4 separate regions of the Mus musculus genome follow, and all the other regions are linked to region 3. The links are chromatin contacts, called in public HiCAR-type and promoter capture Hi-C maps. All regions are on one chromosome and are shown on one strand. Each heading gives the region's core, a stretch centred on a gene start, on an enhancer-like site or on the middle of the called end of the contact. The rest is flanking DNA. Distances are from core to core; before and after follow the strand shown.

Region 1 (5,960 bases), core at 677-3,176, 460 kb after region 3:
GTCTACAGAGTGAGTTCCAGGACAGCCAGGGCTACACAGAGAAACCTTGTCTTGGAAAACCAAAAACCAAAAACCAAAACCAAAAAAAAAAAAAAAAAAAAAAAAAAGAAATTAGTTACTTAACTTCCAGGAAACCAGGAGATGAATAACTAAAAAAACCAAAATACCCAAAAACTGAGTTGGGGAGATGGCTCAGTTGGTTAAGTCTGAGTAAGATCCTCATGTAAAAAGCCAAGGATGCTTCATTTGTAACCCTAACGCTGGGTGGAGGGAGGAGAGGCAGTTTCCTGAAGCTCCCTGGCCAGCCTGAACTGATGAAGCCATTCAGCATCAGCCTCTGCCCCCACACCTACACACATACAAAAAGCAGTGTGCGCTGAGTAACCAAAATAAAGCAAATCCTAGTATTTTACAACGAATATTTAACTGATAGTAAATGCAAAATGAAAATGAAATGAGGGATAATATGCCATAGAATACCATAGAAATATTAAACCCTGACTTGAAGGAACCAAGTGGTAGCTGATATAAATATGATCAAAGTCAGCTGGTTAGATTAGCTGCAAGCAGCTCCATCAGTTGACCCATCCATCCCAAAATGGGCCGATCAGACCACTGTATACAAGGGGATGACTAAGGCTAAGACTATATACAAGGGGATGTAACTCTAATTATGAACAGAAACTGACTTTGTTTTTGTTTTCGAGACAGATTTTCTCTGTGTAGCCCTTGCTGACCTGGAATTTACAGATATCTATCAGCCTCTGCCTCCCAAGTGCTGGGATTAAAGGCATGCACCACGGCCACCTGGATTTATCTTTTTACTTCTTTTTCTCTTTGTTTCATACCACTGCTTAGATTTTTCTTCTCTTTTCCTCTTCTTTCCTTTTCTTCATTTTTCTTTCTTCCTTTTTTAATTAAAAAGAAAAGTCTAGGCCTCTCGCAAAAACCAAAACAAAATAAAGATGATCTTGATAAAAAGCTCCTTAAGACTACAATCCTTAGCCGGGCGTGGTGGTGCACGCCTTTAATCCCAGCATTCGGGAGGCAGAGGCAGGCGGATTTCTGAGTTCGAGGCCAGCCTGGTCTACAGAGTGAGTTCCAGGACAGCCAGAGCTACACAAAGAAACCCTGTCTTGGAAAAAAAAAAAAAAAAGACTACAATCGTCAAATGTGATGTGGGCTTTACGAACAACTTCCAGGTGAGTGTGTGCCATCACAGACTGGGCTGAAGAACAGTGGAAAGACTGCAAGACATCACCACGTGGTGACCTTTCACTGGTTTGGTTCTTGCCCGACCTGGATTCAAGGCCCTGGGTTCAAGCTCAAATCTATAACAAAATGGTAGGTTAGGTAAGGTTATAACAGTGAACTGATTTGTTTCTAATTCAGACTTAGAATAAGCAGGTTTCTCCTGTCCACGGGCTTCTGTACCTGTAAAAGTAAAGGCAAATACAGAAGGCATGTTAGAGTTGTTGAGAGGATAAATAATGACACTATAACGCATACAGTAAGCACTTCCCAAGTAAACAATTAGTGATTGCTATTATTGACATTTCCCTTTGCTCTATTCATATGCATTTAGTGCTAAGGAAGCAGAGTAGGTACTTAACTACTTTGATGCCAACACTAATGCTTTACATCTCCAGTGATAATACAGAGCCATGCACACCAGCGGGCCACTTGGCATCAGGCAGGCCTGATATAAGTGGCTTCCTGTGGCCACGTGGCACTCGCTCTTGGTCTTCCCTACCTGTCATTCTTCTTAGCCTGCAGGCACTAGCGGCTCTACTCACTAGTCAGGTCTTCCTAACCTGCGGGCCTTAGCTGTTCGTGCTCGCCGCTGCCGCGCGGGGGCGCCGGTGAGCAGAGCGGCTGGGTGTCGTGAAAACGTCGTGAAAGCTGACTCCCTTGGCGGTTCAGGCCACCTGTATAAGCGGAAAGTGCCAGAGTGTAGAAATTAGTATGGAGCTGTCCATACGGCCTCGGCACCGCTCGACTTCTCTAGAGAAGCTGGCAGCCGGTGCCAGGGGCGTCTGAGTTCTCGACTCTTGGACTCCGTGGAGGCCACACGGCCATGTTGGCTTGGCGCGTGGCGCGCGGCGCGTGGGGCCCTCTTCGCGTGGCCCTCCGGCCTCCGGGGGCGCGGCTCGGCAGGGGCGGCTCCCGCAGGGCCCTGCTGCCGCCCGCGGCCTGCTGCCTCGGCTGCCTGGCTGAGCGCTGGCGGCTGCGGCCGGCCGCGTTCGCCTTGCGGCTGCCCGGCGCCGGCCCGCGGACCCACTGCTCGGGCGCGGGGAAGGCAGCCCCGGAGCCCGCCGCCGGAGGAGGAGGTGCCGCCGCGCAGGCCCCCAGCGCCCGATGGGTCCCGGCGAGCGCCGCCAGCTCGGTACGTGCGAGGGAGGGTCGGCGGGACGCAGGTGACGGGCTCGGCGCTCTGTCGCGACACTCACCCGGTGTTCTGGGAAGTTACGGGCAGCCAGGGCGTTCGATCTTGGTGAACTTCAGGGGTCCCCCGCCGGGTACAGTCTCTGGCCAAGTTGAAACCCACTGTAATCCCCTTGTGTGCACACCCGTTGCTGGGAGGTGTGTCTACACGTTGCATAGGTAAAAACAACCATCGCTCGTCTAGTTAATCTGTTTTTAATTTTTTGAAGTGAATCTTCAGGGTTAAGTTCGGCGGAACCATAAGAACGGCCCTTCTGTCCGTTTGTGCAGATTACATCATCCTTTGGTCTTTAGCAGTATCACGGAGGATAATTATCTGGCTTAGGTTGTAATGAAAAGATCTTTCAACTTTGTATTATAGAAAGCTTCAGACTATTCTTGACGTAACAGAAGGATTTGTTCACCTTGCCTGGTAAGATAACTTCCCAAGCAGGTGACACCAGAGCATGAGTGTGGCCCAGCTTTTGATGTCATGTTAGCAAGTCCATGCAATTATTACATCTTCAATTGTTAGGTCTTCAGCGGCCACTGTACTGCCCTGCTCTCCTCAGTTACACAGCATGGGCTGAGGTGGCCACACCCCGGCAGGGGTCACAGCTTCAGGCCTAGCTTTAAAACTCTTGGAGATTGAACGCCGCCGGATGCTTTGAAGTTGCCCTCAACCTGGCTGAAGCCCTTCCCAGCACAGTTGGCCGAGTATGCCACAGGTTATCTGGTTGGGTAATTTGAGATTAAGCTTTGTCGACTTTCACAAATGTCCAAATGTAATAACTAGATATTAATGAGCTTTTTGTAGGGTTTTGTTTTTCGAGACAGCTCTTCTCTGTGTAACAGCCCTGGCTGTCCTGGAACTTGATCCGCTGGCCTCGAACTCATGAGATTCACCTGCCGCAGCCTCCCGAGTGCTGAGGTCAAAGGCCTGCACCACCACCATGCCAGCCGGTGAACATTTTTTTGTGGGGCACAGGCTCACTTACTGGCCTGGTAGCCAGCTGTAGTTGTGTTGTGTCTTTACCAAGGGAAGTGAGGAGGCTGGGTGCAGCTTTCTATTTAGTCATGCTCTTTCAGTGTGTTAGACTAACTTTGGAGCTCTTCATTCTCAGCTTTTGCTTGCTTGTTTTAGTTTTGAGATAGGGTTTCTGTGTGTAGTTCTGGCTGTCCTGGAACTTAATCTGTAGACCAGGCTGTCCTCTGAGATCCACCTGCCTCTGCCTCTGCCTCTTGAGTGCCCAAGTTAAAGGCGTGTGCCGCCATAGTCTGATGGCTTTTGCTTTCTAGCACAGCCCTGAGCTAGCTACCTTTCTCTCTTCCCAGCTTTTGTGAGTTGCTGTAATATTGGGTCAGTATTTGACTTTGTTCCACAGTGTGGTCAATAGCCTTACTCTTTTCATTACACATACAAAGGTCAGGGCAAATCTCGAGCTGTCTCAGCAGCTTGATACTTTTTCTAAATTTCAGGAACATTTCTAATCTTTGAACCTGGGTGAAATGAGCTTGTTTTCATACAACTATATAGCGTAGTCCTACTTGAATAGAAGATTCCAGCTTAGAGGGTTGTATTGCTTCTGATTTGGCCATTGTCCCTATAGAATTTGAAGTTCTATAATTTTCAGTGACAGTATTCTCCACCTGCCTCCAACAACCACCATATTATTCCTCTACACCGACACGCTTTCTGTCGGGTTCTTAGTATCAATGCCTTTTCTTATGAGGTAGGTGGGTCATGAGCTGTTTAAAGATGATCTTGAGAAGTGAGCGCTGCCACTTTTCCCTTTTGGTTCATGCAAACATACTTGCTACTGATACACATCATGATCTCGGCTTCCCTGGATTGTCTTTTCACTCTCCACGTGTGTTCTGGGAACTGAGGTTGTCAGCGTGGCCCTAAGAACCCATACCCAGTGAGCTCACCAGCCTGCTTTTTTTTTTTTTCCTAAAAAGGTTAAGGTTTAGCAAGTTGGTTACTGACTTACTGATTAAAAGGGATGCTAAAATGCTTCTTCGAAGATAGCATTCAAGGGGGTGGAATCTTGACTAATGGAGAAAACAGTTCAGGCTCCAGGGAAAGATATTTTCTTGTTGTTTGTGTACCATGTGGCACAGGGTGTTGCAGCTTTGCTAGCTTAGAAGTTGGCATGCGCTCATGAGTTTTCTCTTTGGCAATGTCTTTCAGTGCCGTTGCCGGGAGCCCTTCTGGTAGTGCCCGTGTCTAACAGCTTTGCTCCATAGGAAGTTTCAAGGAACCAGAAATCCCAGACTGCCTCAGGCTTTTACTTGAGGGAGAAGAAGGAGTCTGAACATCTCCATTGCTGCTTTTGACAGATTTATAGAACTCTCCGTTTCCATCTATCTCTGTCTTGGATTTAGCAGCTTTTGACGAGAGTACCTGGATTTGATAATTTGCTTTTTGTTTTGTTTTGGTTTTCTGACAAAATTCTAGTCTGTTTGGCTACTTAGAAGATCTTTCAAATCTTTTGCTTTAATGAAGTCATTAGAAGCTAGATTATATGGTAAATAAGGCATGCTCATCTTTTACATTTAAAATTTCTCTATGAATATATTTATATATACGTGCTTACAAGAATTAAAGTTTATCTTCTTACCCGTCAGTTAATAAGGTATATATTTAAAAGTATGAATTTATAGCATTTTATTCAAATCGTGCTGTCTTTGTCTTTCAGTATGAAAATCCATGGACAATCCCAAATTTGTTGTCAATGACAAGAATTGGCCTGGCCCCCGTGTTGGGCTACCTGATTCTTGAAGAAGACTTTAATGTTGCACTAGGTGTTTTTGCTTTAGCCGGGCTAACGGATTTGGTAAGTTTTGAATATATTTGCTTTTTTCTCCCTTTCAAATCCCACGCTGTCTGTAACTCCCGTTGTAGCCTCGCCTTAGCATTTTCTGGAAGGATGTTCTCAGCATGAGTGTGATCTGGTACTTTGTGTAAGGACTTGCCTTTAGCATCCACATGGGACTGCTTGATAAGGTTTAAGGGAGCGTGTTAAGGTCTTAGAGAACTCCAGGAGAAGATAATCTTTAGCCTTGGTGTTTAACTTTTCCAAAGGAGAAACCTTAGAAATGCCGCAGCCTGAGTGCTTGCTGTGAAGTAAGTAAAGAGCGAGCAGAGCTGGAACGCTGTGTGGGCTGCGGAAGAAGTAGCCTGGTGTGCACGTTTGTTCCTGTCCCAGGGAGCCAGGGTGTGTCCCGGGCTGCTCAGCTGTGAGCACTGTGCAGAGAAGGCCTTGGTGTGAGGTGAGACTGGACATGCTTTCTTCTCCTTCCTAAGCATGTGCGCAAGGAGGGGCTCTGAGGTCACTCAGCCAGTCAGAGTGTGATATAAAGCTGGGAGAGTAATTTTACAATAGAAGGCTTTGTTCCGTTTTCTGACTGACCACTACCATCATATACGGCTGTATTATCATTTACCTTTTCACAAACGATTTGAAATGATTTATAAAATTCCAAGCCTACAAACAAACACCATTGGGAGAGGTGGAGGACAGAGGAAACAC
Region 2 (5,799 bases), core at 1,812-4,311, 400 kb after region 3:
CTTCACCAAGGTCACCAAGGTTGTCTTAATGAGCAGCCAACTTAGCCCAAGGCCAACCTGAGAAGCCAAAAGATGATTTTAACATTGTTTAATCCCATGGTTTTCTAGGGAAAAAGAAGAGAGGGGAAGTATTGGAAAACCAGTGTATAAATACTTCAAGGAGAGAGCAGCTTTAAATAACTACCAATACCTGGTATATTTAAAGAGTGGCATTAACCCTGTGTTATGTCAACAATAGAGGGAGAACCTCTCTCGTAGACTGTACCTTCCCCCCTCTCTTGCTGTTTTCATTTTGGCCTAGGCTAGCCTGGAATTCACTATTGCAGTCCAGGCTGGCCTCAACTTATGCTGAGCCATCACACCAAACAATCTCCTATTTCCAATGTTCACTGTTTTCTTTTAGGCCTCAAACATTCATTTTTGATTTTTTAAAAGAATTTCAGACTTTAGAAAAATGCAAAAATGGTATGCTATTTTAGTATACAGTTCATCATAATTGCCCAAATGTTTATATATATTTTTTCTTTACTTAGCCAGGCATAGTGGTGCACATCTTTAACACCAGTACTCAGGAGGCAGAGGCAGGAGGATCTCTGTGGGTTTTAGATTGCCCTGGTTTACATAGTCTCAGGCTAGTCAGGGCTACACACAATAAAGCCCCATCTTTAAATTAAAAAAGAAAATCAAGCCAGGTGGTAGTGATGGCACACACCTTAGATTCCAGCACCCAGAAGTATCTCTGTGAGTTTGTAGCCATCTTGTTTTACAGAGAGAGAGAGAGAGAGAGAGAGAGAGAGAGAGAGAGAGAGAGAGAGAGAGAGAAAGAGAAAGAGAGAGAAAGAGAGAGAAAGAGAGAGAGTTAGAGTTCCAGGACACCAAGGAGTACATAGTGAAATCCTGTCTGGAAAAACCAATTGTATGCATGTGTGTGTGTGTGTGTGTATGTGTATGTATATTAATTTTTAAGATATGAAAGTGATTCCTTTTTTCTCTTTTCCTTATACTTTCTCACAAATTTTGAGACTAGAAACCTCAATATGCATTTCTAAAAACAATGACATTTTTTGACTATCCAAGGACCTCTCCCTGAAATCAGCAAAGACATGCCAGCACAGTTACAAGCACAGATTATAGTGGTGGGGGTTGGGGGAACAAACACAGGGTGACTCATTGAAGTGTGATGCATGGCTAAAAGCAGAACTAGAACTCAGAAGGCAGAGGCAGGTGGATTTCTGTGAGTCCAGGCCAGCCTGGTCTACACAGTGAGACCCTATCTCAATGAATACATAATTAAATACGTTTATAAAGGAGTCACTACTGAAAATGGGAATAGGGTAGTGAACTAAGGAGAGCAGCCAGTCAAAAAGAACTGGGCCATAAGGCCTGTGAGTCTTTGCAGGTCGCTTACAAAGCACTGGCCTCTCTGGTGTAATATCCTGTGTCTTCTCACACATTCTCTGCTTGTTATATGTAGCCCAGGTGGGCAAGAGTTTCCAGTCCTTCTCTGACAATAGGCTTTGTTCATTTTCATATTTTGCTTTCTTCTTTTTAAAACTTGAAAAGATGTATTTCCTTTTATGTGGATGGGTGTTTTGCCTACACATGTGTGCAGTTCCCAGAGAGGGATGTAATCTACATGCCTTTTCAAATTTTACCAGTTGTCGCAGAACTATCATTTTTAAGACTGGGGTTGATGATATAGGAGACTGGTAGAGTGCTTTCCTGGTATGCCCGTGGCTCTGTGTTCTCTCCAGCAATGTAGAAAAACATAAATGAAAAATTAAAAACATATGCTCTGAGGCTGCAGTTTGGGTAAATAACCTTCCAGGGAGAGGCATCTTTCTATGTTCTCAGCATGTGCAAAGAGAATTTGAGCCTCACTCTTTTCAGGAAAAGGAACTGAAAACTTTTATCACCTGACCAAAAAGATCTCACGTCAGGTTTCACTGGTCCTCGAAATCTGTTATCAGAGCAGATTGTGTCTCTTCTGGGCAGGACGATTGCCTGGCGCTTTTCCCCCAATTCCTTATCAGGCTAACAGAATCCATGTTGAAAATAACCTGGAAGATGCTATCATCTCCATTGCGCACATAATTTAAAATGCGTTTCTATCTCTATTTAAAAGCAAGCAAAGAAGAACAGGTTTTCAAGGATGTACTCCTTACCTCACCCCAAGCTATGCTCCTGTTGTAAAAGAGTAACTAAGGGCCAAAGGGTGACAGCTTAAATAAATGTCTATCAGAAGAGCTGGGTAAGTGACCAATCAAGAGAAAGAGGGGGAGAGGAAGGGGGCGAGGAGGGAAGGGGAGAGGAGGGAGAGGGAGATGGGAATGGAAGGGAGGGGGAGGGAGAGGGGTGGGGAGAGCGAAAGGAAAAGCACCAATTATGTGTGCTCCAAACTAAAATAGGCCTAAGCCACAGAAAGTAGTTACAGAAAAAACTGAACTTGGAAAAAATTGAGGTTAAAAGAGAGAGAGAATTTTGAAGTGTATCCTTTGGCCTGTTTGATTTTTTAAGTTCATCTGAATAAGTACGTCGGGTAGGAGATTCCATAAACAGAAGACAGAAGTGCCATAGATGGGATACACAGACACTGACCAAACATCTCAACCAAGAGCAGGTTACACATTCATGGTTGCACACTGAGGTTTACAGCCATTACTCTCTTGTTAAGGTCTAAGAACCGCCTGTGTATTTATTCCAAGCAAGGATTTTCTTCAGCTTGGCAGAGGATACAGAAAGCTGACCCCCGTCATTTACACACTTCAGAATCACAAGTATCCCACAACCCCAAACTGCAGCATCGGAGGTGTGCGCGGAGGAGCTGGAGCGCAGGCGCGACAATATGAGCCGGACCCTTGTCCCTTCTTGCCTGAGATCTACAGCACCTGGCGTCCCCGCATCCCTGCCCGTGCCTGCTGGGACCCTGCGCAAGGCCGCACACACTGGCTGTGCTTCCGCCCGCTGGCGCCGCCTCGGGGCTGCTCCGTGACGTCAGGGCTGAGCGAGGGGCGCCCCCGCCCGCCGCTCGCCCCCGGGTACTGCACCCCGCCTGCCCTTCATAAGAGCCAGGCCTGCGCCCACCGCGCCACAGCTGCTCTGCGGAGCCCGCACCCGCCGAGCTCCTCCTACACTCAGCTGGCGAGAGGCACCATGCAGCCGGCTATGCTCCTCGGCCTCCTGGGCGCAGCGGCTCTGGCCGGTGAGTGGGATTTCAGCACCCCGGACAGCTCCTAGAGCTGGCGGCACTGGGTTTCACCCTCTATCTCGCCTCTCCTCTTCCCTGTATCCCTTGCCTTGCCTGGCCTGGCTTTGAGTAGGAGAAGCAAGAGCTGTCCAGCTTTTTCCTCCTTTCCCCGCCGGGGCTGTGCAGCCCTTGGAAGCAAAGCCGCATTCTGTGTTCTCTGCAGAGATGTCAGGCTCTATACAGAGCTAGAGAGAGCCTTTGTAGCCTGACTCTCCGTGTGACTTTTCACAGCCCCGTGACCGCAGAGGGGTGGGAATGCACGCAGTTGGCCCCTGCAGAGTTTCCTCTATTATTATAAAGGCACTGAGTTAGAACTAAATCTGAGTGCATTTAAGGCATTTCCCTCAGCGTGTCATATATGTGTGTGCAGGTCTTCGTGTGTCTGTTTACAGGGTTAACATATTTACACTTTGTATTTATGTTTCTAAAGAGAGGTAATTCACATGTTAATTTATGAATGGAAGCTGTACTAGATATTTCTTTCCTTTTGTGCTCCAGAAATAAAAATAACAAGACTGTGTTACACCCATGAAATTATCTTTGGAGTAGCAAAATAAATGTTTTAGTCAATTTTGAAGAATGAAAGCAGAAGTAGTTAATATTTGACGGTTGTGTGTGGATGAGTGCGTTGCTAAGTCTCAAACTACTCTAAATTTACTCAATGGTCTCCAATAGCCTGAAAGATGTGTTTGTGTTGGGAGACTGAAAAATAAGTATAACACCAAATTACACTAGCAGCTCTTTGTCTCTGTGAATGTCCTCGGAAAAGTGTTTTGTTCTGAGACTGAGATTTCTAACTAGAATTGAGATATCCATATGTCTATATGAAATATATAGATGTATATATATATATATAATATATATATATATATGCCTTTGATTGACAGGAATCTCTCATCCAATGTTTGACAAAATGAAAGCCAATGGTAATTTATGTTATTGCATTCATAATGTTCTTATTTTTAAAAATCATTTTTATAAATAACTATTTTTTATAAATATCATATTCTTAATTTGATAAAAGGAAACAAACTGAACAACTTAGAAATTTTCAAGTCCAAAGTATTTCGGAAAGATATTGCTGAACAGGACACAATGATACATTGTACACAATGTACATTCTGTTCTAGATTACAAAACAGTAAGCCTTTTGTAAATCGTTTAACTGGTTAATTAAACTTTTTGGTGGTGGTTAAACATTTCATACCTCTTATGAAGGAATATTTAGTAGTAAAATACCGAAGCTATGCAAATCTCTTCTGTTTTAGGCAACTACTCACTCATCGTGCAGCCTACTGCTTCACTTTGACTATAACCATCTCCACTACCAATTTTAGGGCATGGTCATCACCCCAGAAACACACCATGTATCTTAGCACTCACCTCCTCATTTCCACCTCCCCAAATCTGGCAATGAGGGGATTCCAGTAGTTTGTTACTTAGTAAAATCATGGTTGAGACCCCAGGAAGTCATCTGGTTAATTTTCTACCATTTCGAGCTTCTTGAAGGAGATCCACAACTGTCTGTGTAAGTACTGTGCACCTTAAAAATTAATATGAATAAACCAAATCCATATCCATATCACATAAAAGATAAAGGTATTTTTGCTATGCAGATCCTGTTTGACTCGCAAGTTTGGTGGAATTTGGGGTGCCCATGGTTTACCAGCAAAAGAACATGCTGAGCCTACTTTGCAGCTGTGATTTTCACATGAATCAAACCTTCATAGTCTTATGGATGCTGATGCTTCAAGAGCTATTCTCAGATTTGCTATTTGATTTTTTTTTGTCATTTGATTATTTTACTTTTCCATAAGCATTAAATGTATTTCTTATTTGCTACAGAAATAAGCTAAACCAGTTTTGGGTACCTAATACATCTTTAGTCATTTCTTTGCTCTCACAGATTCTATTGGAAGAAATACATATTACTTAGCACTCTCACCAAGGCTCACAACGCAGCTCCATAAGCAAACCCTAGTTCCTTTCGATTAAGAAGAGTCTGAGGAGTCTCCCTTGGGAAAACGAGGATGCTCTATACTAGTAATTTGTAAACTGCTAATTGTCTAGGACAATGAGACATCCCTTGTCCATCAACTCTGACAAGGGTTAATAGTTTGGCAGTCTGGGTAGTTAAAGTACCCAGTTTATATTGGGAAAGAACAACAGGCAGAACTATATATGTGGATCTGCACTGCTACAGAAGGTCTGGAAAGTTGAACTTGGAAAGGGTGACTTCTCAGTCATTATGGGAGTAATTCTTCCATAGTTATTCTTTCCAGAGGATTTCACAGATTTGAGGTGGAAAAAGAGACTCGCCAAAGTGAGCGTGTTCTCAAAATAGCAGACATTGGACCATGAAAGACTGGCCCTAGGCCGGGGCTCGGTCAGGGAGTGATCACCTGCCATGTGTGAGGATCTGGGCTCAGTCTGCAGCACTAAAGAAAAGGAAAAACCACAGAACCTCCAGAGCCAGGCATAAGAACCCCGTTGGCCAGTCAGGTTTTGTTTGACCTGTCTCTGAGGAAGAACCGGAGTCTTTCTTCATAGCT
Region 3 (6,601 bases), core at 3,325-5,824:
TGGTACCTATTGTGCTGATTAGAAGCTGCTCTGGTTAACTCTCCTAATGGCTTTTAAATAGTTGCTGCCTGAGTTTTCTGCTTTTTGTCTCTATGTTGTAGGGCACGGGCTACCTGTATCCGAGTTGGAGACAGTGTCTCAGAGCATGACCAGAACTATGAGACTCAGAGGCTTCCAACGTCCCCAAATGCTGGTGAACAGAACACATCTGGAGAATGTCTCCTCTAGTCCCTTGACAAATCACTGAGCTGTCACATCTGGAGCCACACCAGTCTGTGAGAACTGAAGTTGAACCTCACCTGTCAATAGCGATGGCCAGCAGAGCGTTGGTGGAGACGTACAGGGAGACCGTACGAAGGTAGTTGACGGAGGCACAAAGCACGTGACCATGCGCCCAGGAAAGCTGCCGTACTACATAATAGTCCATCTCAAAGGGGCAGCAGACGATCGCCACCAGGAAGTCAGAGATGGCCAGGTTAGCAATGAGGAGGTTGGTAAGGTTGCGCAGCTTCTTGTAGCGGGCGAGGGCAGCAATGAAGACAAAGTTGCCAATGCCGCAGACCAGCATGATGCCTGCCAGTGCCACGCCAATGACAATTTTGGCTGCAAAGAAGGTCTGTGTCTTGGTCACATCCTCATCCTCACCCAGGGGGAGGTCATAATCACCATAACTGTAGTTTAAGGAGACATGGTCTTGGGGTGGATTCAAGTCTGGTGCAAAGCTAGTGTTTCTGTTCTGGGGTCCCATGTTGATGATGCTACAGGTGGGCTGGTGTGTATCAGGGAGATGCGCTCACGTGGAGTTCAGCAGTTCTGCTGGGGTCAGTGAGTGCAGGTCCCTGTTAGAATCCTTAGGGAGAACAGATACCATCCAGGATCTGGGGGCAGATAAAACCACTGGTCAGCAAACATCAGATCTGGCTAGTCCCCCCAAGAGTTAGCTAGGTACAGTCCAACCAGAGTCACCCAGGGCCAAGAAGACGGGAGGCCGTCTGCTTGCTGGTCACAGAATGAACTGGAATCTTCAGAGAAACCCAAGAAGAGTATGCACCCTTAGCCGGGCAGTGGTGGCACACGCCTTTAATCCCAGCACTTGGGAGGCAGCGGCAGGCGGATTTCTGAGTTCAAGGCCAGCCTGGTCTACAGAGTGAGTTCCAGGACAGCCAGGGCTACACAGAGAAACCCTGTCTCGACCCCCCCCAAAAAACCCCCAAAAACCAAAAAACAAACAAGCAAACCCAAAGAATATGCACCCTTGTCCTCCTTCCAGCAACAGTGTTGGGCTGACTGTTCTTATTCTCAACAGCTTACCAGACAATGGCACAAGGCAGGGGCTGTGGACGGGAATGTATTGGTGGCTGGGAGTGGTTCTCCTGCTACTCTCCTGTTCTTTGCTTAGGAGCTCTAGAAGCCAGTCTCTTAAACTATGGGGCTTGCATAACTGAATGTGGCAAGGGGGGGGGGAGGAAGGTGACTGCAAATGGTTTCTGAATGAAAAAAATCAATTCAAAAACGGAAATCAGACACACAATGAATCCTGGCTGTTTCTGGCATCCTTCATCTAAGTTGCATCAGGACACTTGGTTGTGGCCTTGTTTCTGCACACATGTGCACTTTGCCCTGTGTGCTAGTGTGCTTTGCAGTGCCCCTAAACAGGGCCTCCAACACCTTGCCCCAGACTCGTGTGCTGTGAATTGCACATGAACAGCTACTGTACATGCAAAGTTTTCTGCTCTCATAGAAACATAACAATTTAATTATGGAAAACAAAGACTACACACTGGACATTACATACTGGGTGCTACATACTGGATGCTACACACTAGATGCTCCACATTGTTTTATTCAGCTACAAATTAGTGTATCCTTGAGCTTATTGTGTTGAAAGGTTTTGATTTAAAAATTTCTATTCAAAGGGCTGAGAGATGGCTCAGTGGTCACAGGGGCTTGCTGCTCTTATAAGGGGCTCTCTTCGAGACCAGAATTCAGAATTCCATAGCAAGCACCAATCCTGGCACTATTAATGATACTCTGTTATGCTTGTACACAGGAGCCTAGCATAACTGTCCTCTGAGAGTCTCCACCCAGCAGAGACCTACAGTCAAACATTGGATGGAGCTTGGGGACTCTTATGGAAGAGTTGGGGAAAGAGCTGAAGGCCCCAAAGGGGATAGGAACTCCATAGGAAGACCAACAAAGTTAACTAACCTGGACCCTTGCTGGCTGTCAGAGAAAACCACTAATCAAAGAACATACAGGCTAGACCTAGCCTCCACTCACCCACATGTAGCAAGCGTGCAGCTTGGTCTTCATGCGTGTCCCCCCAAAACTGGAGCAGGGACTATCCCTAAAATGTTGCCTGTCTGTGGAATTTGTTCCTCTAACTGGGCTGTCCTGTTTGGCCTCAGTGGGAGAGGATGCGCCTATCCCTGTAGAGACTTGATGTTCCAGGGTTGGGGGATAGTCCTCTTCTCAGAGGAGGAGAGGAGGTGGGAATGGGGGAGGGAATATGTGAAGGGGGAACTGGGAGGAGGGTGAGCAATGATTGTGATGTTAAGTGAATAAATAAATTAATGGAGAAAAAAATAAAATTTCTATTTTAAGGACTGAGATGGGTTAGTGGTCACAGAGGCTTGCCATTCTTGTAGGGGGGGGGAGGGTCTCTTAAATAAGACTGGAGAGCAGAATTCAGTTCTCAGCACCAACACTGGATTGCTCATAACAGCTTGTAATTCCAAGTTCTGGGGAATTGATACCCTCTTCTGGCCTCAGACAGTCTCCCCCTTACACTAACATACACACACATGACACAATGCACACAGACACACATGTGCACACATACACACACACACACACACACACACATAAGAATTTAAAAATTGCTGTCTGAGCACTTGACTAGAGTTTCATTCTAAAAAATAATCATTACATGAAATTTGGCTTGGAATTAGGACAGAATTTCTAGCCGTGCTTGAAATGGCCCTGAAGCAAGCTTACCATTTGTGCCATGTGTTTCTATAAAGAGCCATCCCAGCATTGACTATCACAAAAATCAAAGTATCATTCAACTCTGAAAGAATGTTCTAGATGCCGTATCAAATATTCAGCCAAGATTTAATTCTTTATGTAAAAATACGCAATCCAACTCATTACTATGCAAATTTGCTTTCCTCGTTCATAAATGGTAAAATTATATGCGTATCAAAGAATTGTTTTAAAATACATTAATGATTTATTATTAGTAAGTGTTTGAATTATATTCCTACTTTATACACGTACAAACCCAGGGTCGTGTAAGAAATTCTCTGGTGAATGAGGTCTTTCTAAATGGAAAAATTTAAGAAGCCCTGCTCTAGGATAAATCCTTTCTCCCCAGGTTGACCCCATGACTCTGGATCAGCTTCCGGACTCCTTCCTTAGGTTCCCAGATTCCCAACCACAGCCAACCCCGACTAAGGAGGAACTGAGCCTCGTCACAGTCTGTGTCTTTTGAAGTGGCTGCTTGAGACCAGATTGAATTGATAACAGCCTCCTAAGAGTGGGTGGGGGATGACCAGGGAGTTTAGGGGCTGTCCATTGCTTGAGAACTCCCTTATAATCCTAGTGTCCCGAGACATCCACAGAAGGGAGACAAAATAGAGTCTCCAAAATGCTAGCTCCCAGGAGGTAGCTGCTATGGGGCAAGCGAGGGGCTGGAGAGAGGACTCCAGCCTGACTTAGTCTGTCTCAATGAACTGCCTTCCTCTCCCACCTCAGCACACCAGCCAGTGCGGGAGCTACGGGAGCAACGGGTAAGGGTAGCAAGAAGCTATCAAACTGGATAGCGAGGTCTGCCCAGTTTTACGAGGGAGAGCGCTGGGGGACAGGAATCGCCACTCTGCCGGCGTTAGTGAAACCCCGATTTGCTACACAGGAATCAGCCGCACGCTCCACCCTACCTGAAAAGCGGGGTTCCAGTGGAGTCTGGATCCCAGTGTCCTCCCTCTGGGGCGTCTATTGGTCTCCCAAAGATCGCCACCGGGGACCAATAAGCGGGAGTTCCAGCCGCCTTCTCATCACCAGCCCGTAGACTGTGGGAAGAGGGAGCCCGTTTGAAGGTTCCCACGTCTCTCACTCACTCAGTGCAACACTGGTACAGGATTAGGTACCCAGTGGGGAATTTAAGCTCAAGAAACAAAGCCGGGCACCAGAGGTGCCTGCAGGGCGCAGGAAACACGCAGATACCCCCACCCTTGTCCGTACGCCTTCCACTGAGTCCGCGATTTCGGGGCTCCACTCCAGTCCCCTAGTCCCCAATCCCAGGGTTCGGAGGTAGGAGGTGATCTCCTGGAACAGACGCGGAGTGCCCCCAAGTCCGCCCGCCCGCCGCAACCCGGTACTCACTTGCCTCGGTGCTTTCAGGGACGCACTCCCTGGCCGGTGGCGCCACCATAGGTGGGCGCGGCCCGGGCTCTGGGAACACTAGCTCTGGTTGAGGCTTGCCTACTTGGTGGGCGTGTGTCGCTTGGTCCTGCTCTCCTCGCATCAGTCTTTCTGGAGTTGCTGCTTCGCTCTGCAGCTCATCCAACAGCCCCGGACCCAGCCCAGGTGTCCCGCCCCTCCCGGCGCCCGACTCCGCCCCCCGAGACCCGCCTGCCTCCTAGATCTACTGAATTAGGGTCTCAGACTTCCGGGTGGTCCTTCCAAGGGTTTTGTAAGCTCTTGAACCCGTTGTGACCTCAGCAGCTGGCCATCCTTGAGACGGAGCACTGTCCTCTGCAAGCATTTGTGGCTTCCACTAAGTGTGCAGAGTTGGAGTGTGTGTGTGTGTGTGTGTGTGTGTGTGTGTGTGTGTGTATGTGTGTGTCTACAAGTTCCCAGAGCCAGCAAGTAAGGGGTGAAGCCTAGTCTTCCCTTAGAAGTGATGCAGGAGAGGCCCCCCATATGCAATCCAGACCTTAAGAGGCAAAGCTGGAAATTAGTGGTGGCATGGCTTGCCCTGCATGAAACTTCAATTCTGAGGTTCTGGTCTAAACTGGGATGATCTTTCCTGTAGTGTCCTTGGCTATTCAAAGACAATCCGAGTCTAACCTCCAGCCTATCTGAGGCTACCCAGAGCCCCTACTTTATTTCCAGAGGAGTTATTTTATTTCTCCCAGAAATAAAATTACCCCCACTAAAGCAGGAACTGTGTGCTGGCCACAGAGAACATTTTCTAAATGAGACCTGTCCGATAAGCTGACAATTTAAACTACCCATATAGAGGACTTGGAAAAGTATTTGGAATTGGTCATTCTGTGGTTCTGCCTGTCCTACCTTATGTGAAACTAACCCACTGTCCTGCCCTCCTGTATCCTCTTCGCTGCTACGATGGAGTCAGGAGGCCTGGCTTCTTTCCTCCCAGGGACAGGCTGTGGTTCGGCTGGCGCGGTGGCTGGTAAGTACATCGTCCAGACTGCAGGAAAGGCTTTGCTGTTTTGCTTTGGTTTTGTACAAAGCAAAGTGGAGTTGACTGACACTGTAGCCGGATTTCTGAACATCCTCTTTAGGTCATTCTTTCAAAGGTGCTTGCTTATCAACTTCAGCTATTGGCTTCAACTCTCCTGACCCACGTCTACCCGCACACCCCTTTATATGGGACAAACAGACCCTCTGGTGTACTCACAGCATTCTCCAAGGTAGATTTAGGTCAGGGTCTCATTCAGACAGATCAAGAAGCCCATAGTTGTCATGCTAGCAACTTGATGTCCTGATCTCAACATAATAGACTTGTCAGGGAACCAGCATGGGGTGAAGCCATGAATCTTGGGTGAGTAGGGGAATTGAAAGATTGGAGATTTCTCAGTATACAGTTGAAGACTACTTTGTGTCCTAACTTTGGCACATGAGAAGTCCTAGGAGATGAACCATAGTAACCCCTATGCTACACACACACACACACACACACACACACACACACACACACACACACGCCGCCACCACCACCACAAAGTGTGTTCCCTGGAAGGCACACCATTATTATTCAGGACATTGGAGTGGTTTAATGCCGGCACAGAATAACATCCTTCTAAAGGGCAACACTGAATTGTTGGTAAGCCTGAGATTGCCATATTGAACTCCATTAAGTCACCCCTTCCTACCACCACAGTACTTGAATAATACTGTGACTTGAATTAAGTCAGTGTACGCAGAGGAGAAAAGGCATAGGGCCTGTCCTAGTTTATTCTGTTGCTATGATAAAACACTCTGACCAAAAGCAAACCGGGGAGGAAAGGGTTAATTTGGCTAATGTTCCCTAGTTACAGTTTATCTCTAAGAGAAGTTAGAGCAAGAACTTAAGGCAGAAGCTTGAAGCAGAAACCACAGGGGAACACTGCTTCCTGGCTCATTCATAGGCTTAAGCTCATTCAGCTAGTTTTCTTGTGTAGCCTAGGCCCACCTTCCTAGGGATGGTGCCACCCATAGTGGGCTGGGCCCTCCCACAGTAAGACAATCTCTCAGAGACATGGCCATAGGCCAATAAAAGTGATTCTTTTCTGGAGTATGGCTTCCCACCATACATCCCCTGAAAATAATGGATGGCAGAGGTAAAGATTCCACTACAAAGTTACTGGTGAGGAAT
Region 4 (6,648 bases), core at 3-2,502, 500 kb after region 3:
CGCGCAGCAGGTTGTGGCTGCCATCGAGGCTGCGCAGCGTGCGCGGCAGGCAGCTAGGCAGGCTCTCCAGGCTGCGGTTCGCCAAGTTCAGAGTGGTGACTCCCGCGGCGGGGAGTCCTACACAGAGAGAGTCGGTAGGGTGGCGGTCGAGGCTGTCCCAGTCTCCCTGCTGAGTGAGTCGGAAGAGGGGGATCCGGTCCTGGGAGATCCTTTCCAGGCTCTGGCTCTGCGCCATCAGCAGTTGTAGCAGGAGCTGCAGCAGCTGCAGCATCAGCGTCCACCGCATGTCAAGTCTCTAGGGAAAGACTACAGAGGGCCCATGGTTTCAGAGGAAGCCCCGAACGAAAGGCACACAAAGTTCCTGTAGTGTGTGTGTGTGTCCGGGGAGGAAGTAACCCCCACCCTCATCCCCACCCTCACCCTCGTCCCCACCCCCACCTCGTTTCTGTCAGTGAGCAGGTGGAGACGAGCGTTTTCCTCATCTCTGGTGCAAGATCCATCACACACCTGCTTGTCCTTGCTTTTCCAGCAGGAGTCTTCCCTGTCTTTTCCATGCCTGGCCTGACTCTTCCAAGACCCCCGCCCTCATGCTTCCGTGTGCTCCTTCTCTGAGTTTTCGAGAGAAGGTTGTTTTCTCTTCCTCTGTAACACCCCCCCCCCCACTTCCCCCACCCCAGGTTAAGCAGCTTCGTTCTAACCGTGAACACATCCAGACTAAACCTCTGCTGAGATTAAAAGTATGGACTCAAGGAAGATTTAGTTGTACCTAGAAACCATCATCTGGCTAACTTTTCATAATACAAGGGTCCTGCCACTTCTGGTGTCTCTTTCTTAAGAGAAGCTCAGGGTTGCCTTCAGAAGAAGATAGGAGCCCTAGACACCCGCAAGATTTGGGATCCTGGTCCCAGATAGGTTCTAACAGAAGCCAGCACTGGGTGTCAGCCCTTTGCAGGAGGGATTGATTGCCCAGCCCTGTTAGCTGTGCAGGGCAGGAAGTCACTGTCTGATAGCCCACATTACTGCAGATTCCCACCCTGGCTCCCTGCTGAACACTGATATGAACAGTGAGCCACCATTAAGGCTCCTAGGGCAAGGCTCCCCTCTTAGTAGGGAGTTAAAGTGATGAGAACGTTGCTGGGAATTGGAGCCAGGTGCTAATGTATCCTGTAGTATGCCATACTTACCAGGCAGCTGTCCCAGTGGGATGTGGCGCGCCCTTTTAGGTCCTCAGTCTTTGGAATACTGTAGGAACCAGTGACCTCCCGGGTCAGCTCTGAATGTCAGAGGGAAGAAGCCAGGTTCCCGGCTGCCCCTCCTCCAGCTCCATCCAGGAGGAGCTTGAGACACTCCTGCCCCGAAGCCCCTCCTTCCCCACCAAGAATTCTGTTGTTTTCTATCCCCCTTCCTCCCTCTCGCCTCAGGCCTCTCTTTCCATAGACCTGGCATTCCCAGCTCCAGCCCCACCCCCACTCCTCCCCGTCCTCTTTCTTTGCTAAACTTCTCCCAAGCTTGAGAAAAGAAGCCAGCAGGAAGAGCAGTACTCAGTAAAGCAGCACGCTCACCTCACAGGAATCTTAGTCTCCCTTCTAGGTGATTCCAGCCATCCCAGGCCCACCAGGACGACTGGGAGCATGCTGGGCTATTGTCCTCAGTTCTTTGTATATAGACCCTGGGACCAGAGCCTCCAGTTTTTCCCCCTGTCAGCGCTTATCTTTGGGCATCTCTGAGAAGTCCCAGGAACCTTTCAAACTGGTCTGATGAGATTACTAGTCCCTGGTGGTTTCATTTGATGTCCTCTTTATGCAGTGTCTCAAAGATAAGTGTTTCGGTCTAGGCTGGCTGAGACCTGGTTAGAAGCATTCCTCGGCCTGAGCCAGGTTAAGGGGAGTCTGCTCAGTGCTCTCTGTAGGGAAGCGGCCAGGAGGTCTGGGTCCTGGCCCTGGTGGTAGAAACCCGACACCACTGGTTGATCAGGGAGGGAGGGATGGGTGAGAGGGAGGTGTAGAAGACCAGGAAAAGATGGAAAAGGGAAGGGGATGGAGACTGGCTCCTGTGGCCCAGCCATGAAATCCTCAATGCTTTGGACAGAGTTGCATACCCAAGAATCAAAGCCTCAGACTTCTCTCAATATTAAATATGCTCTGTTCATCCTGGTCAAGCCATTGCCTCCACTGAAGTCAGCATGGGTAGCTGATTTCAGTTGGAGACACCAGATAAGAAGGACCAGAACCCATTAAAATATAAGTACCCTGTTTAGATAGACCACAAGGAGGAAAAGACGTTGTCTTAGTCAGGGTCACTGCTAGATCCCAGGTTCATAAGCATTCTCTCATCGAATCTTCTCAAGGTACTGCCCACAATCCCATGATAAGGAAACCAAAGTCCCGAGTTGACTGGGCTCTGGAGCAGATGATGGGTGAGCCATCTGGGTATTCTGAACCAAAAGGTGTTCTGTTGCTCTCAGTGGACCCAGTGTATTTCCTCGTAAGATAACCGTTCTTAGCTACTCAGATAAATCCATATCACTTAAGACACTAAAATATTTAGAAAGTCTCCTTTTGTCTATGAGCTGACTTCTTGGGCATAGTAGGATGAGGAAGTGCCACTGTATGGCACTTGGGAGCTTTTCAGGGACACCGAAGAACTCTGTTGCAGTCCTTTCTCTTGTAGCACTGCAGGAGCATAGGAAAAGGTGACATACGTGTTTTACCATAGGAGGATGTTGCATGTAATGATTAAAAATCAATCCGGGGCGGGGGGTGGGGGTGGGGGGGTGGAGAGGTGGCTCAGCAGTTAAGAGCACCGACTGCTCTTCCAAAGGTCCTGAGTTCAAATCCCAGCAACCACACGTTGGCTCACAACCATCTATAATGAGATTGGATGCCCTCTTCTGGTGTGCCTGAAAACAGCTACAGTGTACTTACATATATAATAAATAAATTTTTAAAAAATATTTAAAAACCAACAAACAAACAATCCATGCTAATGCCAGCTATGCTCCAGTACCGCGGTCTCCCCTCCCCCAATGGGAGCTACAAGCTTCCGGCTTCCTTGTTTCCCTGCCTCTGAACTGCTCTATCTTCCCAGCCACTCACCTCCTGTGGCTAGCTGTCACAAATCCCTGTAACCCAGTAAAATAAAAATTCCAGAGGTTTGTAATTTATCAGTCAGATTTATAACTAAATTCTTAACTCATAGAACGCCCACTCAAAGAACTCAAAACTCGGTTGATAATGATATAAGCTGTCCATCTAGATTGGACAAATTGTCCTATATTATTCTATTAACTATCTGTGGCTCTTTCAAGCCACCTGGAACCTGTTTATCCTCTTCCTCTATCCTTCTCTGTCCTTCCTGTCTGTCCCCTGTCTCCCCACCCCCCAAACTCTTAGCCCTGCCTTCCTTTTTCATTGCCCAATCACAGACTCTAGTCTTATCTTTCACCTGCCCTCCTATAGACAGTAATCCACAGGAGGATGCTAAAGTCCTATGACAAAGTCCTGGGACCACGAAGTATGTGTTTTTCAAATATCTATCACATCCTTCCCCTGATGTGGAGCAGGAACTCTTACCCTGCTGGAGTGTCTCTCCTTTGAGCAACTAGTCTCTTACTCAGCCTCCTCTCTACTTGATGTTTTCCTCAGGAAACCTTTAACTAAGGGCTCAAGTGCAGGGAGTTTATTTGGGGGGTGATCTGAGAAAGCTCAGAGAGTCTGATAGTAATGAGCTGGTGCTGCTATGAAAAGAAAGACTTAGTTAAGCCGGGCATGGTGGCGCACGCCTTTGATCCCAGCCCTCGGGAGGCAGAGGCAGGCGGATTTCTGAGTTCGAGGCCAGCCTGGTCTACAAAGTGAGTTCCAGGACAGCCAGGGCTATACAGAGAAACCCTGTCTCAAAAAAACAAAACAAAACAAAACAAAACAAAACAAAAAATGACTTAGTTATGCGGTAGACTCTCTGGGGGAATGTATCTATCTACTGTTGAGGAATATAGCATTCACACTTTGCTTCTGTATTCTGCTGGTCCCAGGGTTCTTAGTGCTGCAGCTCCCAGACATAGCTGGCTTCTTCTGACATGGAGGGAGTCACTCCAAGGAGGCCCACCTGCTATGGGTAAGTGCTGGGTGTGCCTGGCACCTGGGGAAAATGACGAATGAATGGAGAAAGGCATGATGGGGTCATGGTTGGCCCTAGTGTTGAGATGGTTAAGGAGAAAGTGGAGATGGGGAGGGGACTTATGTAGAAATAGAAAATTGAATCACCATGGGTCTAGAGAGCTTGCTCAGTGGTTTAGAGCACTTACCATCACAGCATATCTAGGTTTGGTTTCTAGCACCCACAGGATACCCCAAAACTATAACTCTGGGTCCATGGGATTCAATGGCTCCTTCTGACCTTTTTTGGGTTCCTGTATGCACAGGGAGCACATACACACACTAGGCACACATATACATATAAATAAAATAAATATCTTTAAAGAAATGCAAATCATCAAGGATTTTGCAATCACAGGTTCCCAGCAGGGCTGTGGGGCAGGGGATTTCTCCTGAAAGATCGCATGGTTAGAATGTTAGAAACACTTGGCTCCCAGGGAAACAGACAGTCAATAATTACACTTCTTCTCTGGGTGTGTGTAAAAAGCAGGGTCAAAAATCCTTACTTTTAGTAAGGTCTTGATCATTTGTTTGGTCCTGCCCCCACCCTGTCCATTTTGGAGATAGAAAACTGAGTTCCAGAGAATATCGTGGCTTGCCTGAAGTCACATAGTTGTGAGTTTCTAGCTAGTGAGGAAAAGGCTGACCTCCCTCTCATAAATCCTTCCAGGCCATTTCCTCACAGTCCCGGGTCTCTCCTGGCCTGGTGTAGGAGTGGAGCTGGCCTGCATGAACTGTTAAGCATTGAATGCTAAGCATTAGTGAGAACTCTAGGACTTTTGACCTGTGCTGTTATGCCCCAGTCCTGAGACTTTCAGAATATATACCCCAGATACAGGATACCCCAGAGATCTTCCAAGGGGGTCCTGTCTGGCTGTGTCCACATCTCTCTGTGAACCTGGAGCAGGGTGACAGGGGTTGACCAGATGACTGCCCAGTCAATGCATCATCAGCTCGGCCTTTCAGATGCCAGCTGGCTCTGGTGAAGGCTTCCCCTCCAGCTGCTGGAGTCGGAATGTGCATGAATAAAGCTTCATTCTTCTCTGACACTTGAGATAAGCTGGCGAAATGGGAGGGTGATTGTGGGAGGATGTGGTACCAGGTTGTCAAGTCTCCGCAAAGGGCCTGCTCTCCTGGAGTGGTATGCGGCGGCACAAAGGCCTCAGGACCCACAACCTGCCAGTGAGGAAGGGGTCTTAAGGAGTAAGATGGTGACAACGGAGACACAGGCTCTACCTCTTAGCGTCAGTAGGACTTCCACATAGGTATCTGTGGAATGTGTAACGTAGGGATGTGTGGGATGTTGAGAATGGAAGAGCCCACCACGTTAAAAAAAAACACGTTAAAAAAAAAAAAATCCATCACTGAAAAGATTCAAACTGAACCGAGGAACCAGGCACAAAGGTGTCACTTTCTTTTGCATGTAGATGTAGGAGGTGAGCTGAAGCAGGCATAGGCTGTGCTCATAAACTGATTCTGGAGTTCTCCACAGCTAGGGATGCACCAGAGAGCAAAGAGCCTTAAGGAGGGACACAGGATGTGGATTGTCATCTTAGAGCTCCTTTACCTTTCTGAGGACAATGGCTGTAAACCCTACCTATTACATGTGGCATTTGTCAAGTAGATCAGCTGGATCAGCAACACAGTGTGCGTGCAGATGCTGGCATATGTGTTGCGAGCTTGCATATAAAATGAAGTCCTGAAGCTGAATCAGACTTGGACCCTGGCCTCCAGCAGAAGACAGACGACGCCACTTATATCTTAGTGTGAGCACACTATCACGAGGAGCTGAGCCATGAGCTGTTTTCAGCTCATTCTGTACTCATCCCTGTATCTTGCTGTATTAGTCAGGGTTCTCTAGAGTCACAGAACTTATCGATAGTCTCTAGATAGTAAAGGAATTTATTGATGACTTACAGTCGGCAGCCCAATTCCTTACAATTGTTCAGTCGCAGCTGTGAATGGAAGTCCAAGGATCTAGCAGTTACTCAGTCTCACACGGCAAGCAGGCGAAGGAGCAAGAGCAAGAGCTAGACTCCCTTCTTCCAATGTCCTTATATTGTCTCCAGCAGAAGGTGGAGCCCAGATTAAAGGTGTGTTCCACCACACCTTTAATCCCAGATGAAAGGCGTAGCCCAGATTAAAGGTGTGTTCCTTAAACTCGGAGATTCAATCTTCTGGAATCCATAGCCACTATGGCTCAAGATCTCCATACCAAGATCCAGATAAGGATCTCCAAGCCTCCAGATAAGGGTCACTGGTGAGCCTTCCAATTCCGGATTGTAGTTCATTCCAAATATTGTCAAGTTGACAACCAGGAATAGCCACTACAATCCACCCCTTGTCAACTTGACACAAGTAATATCTCATGTTCACATGAAACAATAACAAGGTTGTAAATATGCCTAACATGATATAACTCGCCCTCGTACAATCACAAACGCATTAGTAAATTTACAATGGGCATTCATATTACTTTATAATCCTCGTTTTT

What was found. Promoter capture Hi-C pulls out the DNA fragments that hold promoters and counts their contacts. HiCAR-type assays count read pairs that join an accessible place to other places.
Region 1: a promoter capture Hi-C map of liver shows a contact between it and region 3. The contact joins the promoter of Crls1 here to the promoter of Prokr2 in region 3. A contact is called at or near these places in 8 of 39 promoter capture datasets (the 3T3-L1 cell line, the HPC-7 cell line, HPC-7-derived erythroid cells and 5 more) and 1 of 9 other capture datasets (embryonic stem cells).
Region 2: a promoter capture Hi-C map of embryonic stem cells shows a contact between it and region 3, with 6 times the contacts expected there. The contact joins the promoter of Chgb here to the promoter of Prokr2 in region 3. A contact is called at or near these places in 6 of 39 promoter capture datasets (3T3-L1-derived adipocytes, HPC-7-derived erythroid cells, embryonic stem cells and 3 more), 2 of 115 datasets of contacts at active chromatin or transcription factors (embryonic stem cells and pancreatic cancer cells) and 3 of 9 other capture datasets (adipose tissue, embryonic stem cells and liver).
Region 4: a contact with region 3 is called in a HiCAR-type map of embryonic stem cells, with 4 times the contacts expected there. The contact joins the promoter of Lrrn4 here to the promoter of Prokr2 in region 3. A contact is called at or near these places in 3 of 39 promoter capture datasets (the HPC-7 cell line, embryonic stem cells and maxillary cranial neural crest), 3 of 115 datasets of contacts at active chromatin or transcription factors (embryonic stem cells and stem cell-derived neural progenitor cells) and 1 of 9 other capture datasets (liver).

The regions. Positions count from the first base shown.
Region 1 is chr2:132,844,740-132,850,699 of GRCm38.p6, forward strand. It overlaps Crls1 (cardiolipin synthase 1), which reads left to right and starts at 1,927. Exons shown (of 7, transcript NM_001024385.1): 1 at 1,927-2,386; 2 at 5,127-5,264. The coding sequence starts at 2,078.
Region 2 is chr2:132,778,581-132,784,379 of GRCm38.p6, forward strand. Chgb (chromogranin B) reads left to right here and starts at 3,062. Exons shown (of 5, transcript NM_007694.5): 1 at 3,062-3,202. The coding sequence starts at 3,154.
Region 3 is chr2:132,380,873-132,387,473 of GRCm38.p6, forward strand. Prokr2 (prokineticin receptor 2) reads right to left here and starts at 4,575. Exons shown (of 3, transcript NM_144944.3): 1 at 4,384-4,575; 2 at 300-878. The coding sequence starts at 748.
Region 4 is chr2:132,879,610-132,886,257 of GRCm38.p6, forward strand. Lrrn4 (leucine rich repeat neuronal 4) reads right to left here and starts at 1,253. Exons shown (of 5, transcript NM_177303.4): 1 at 1,185-1,253; 2 at 1-306. The coding sequence starts at 286.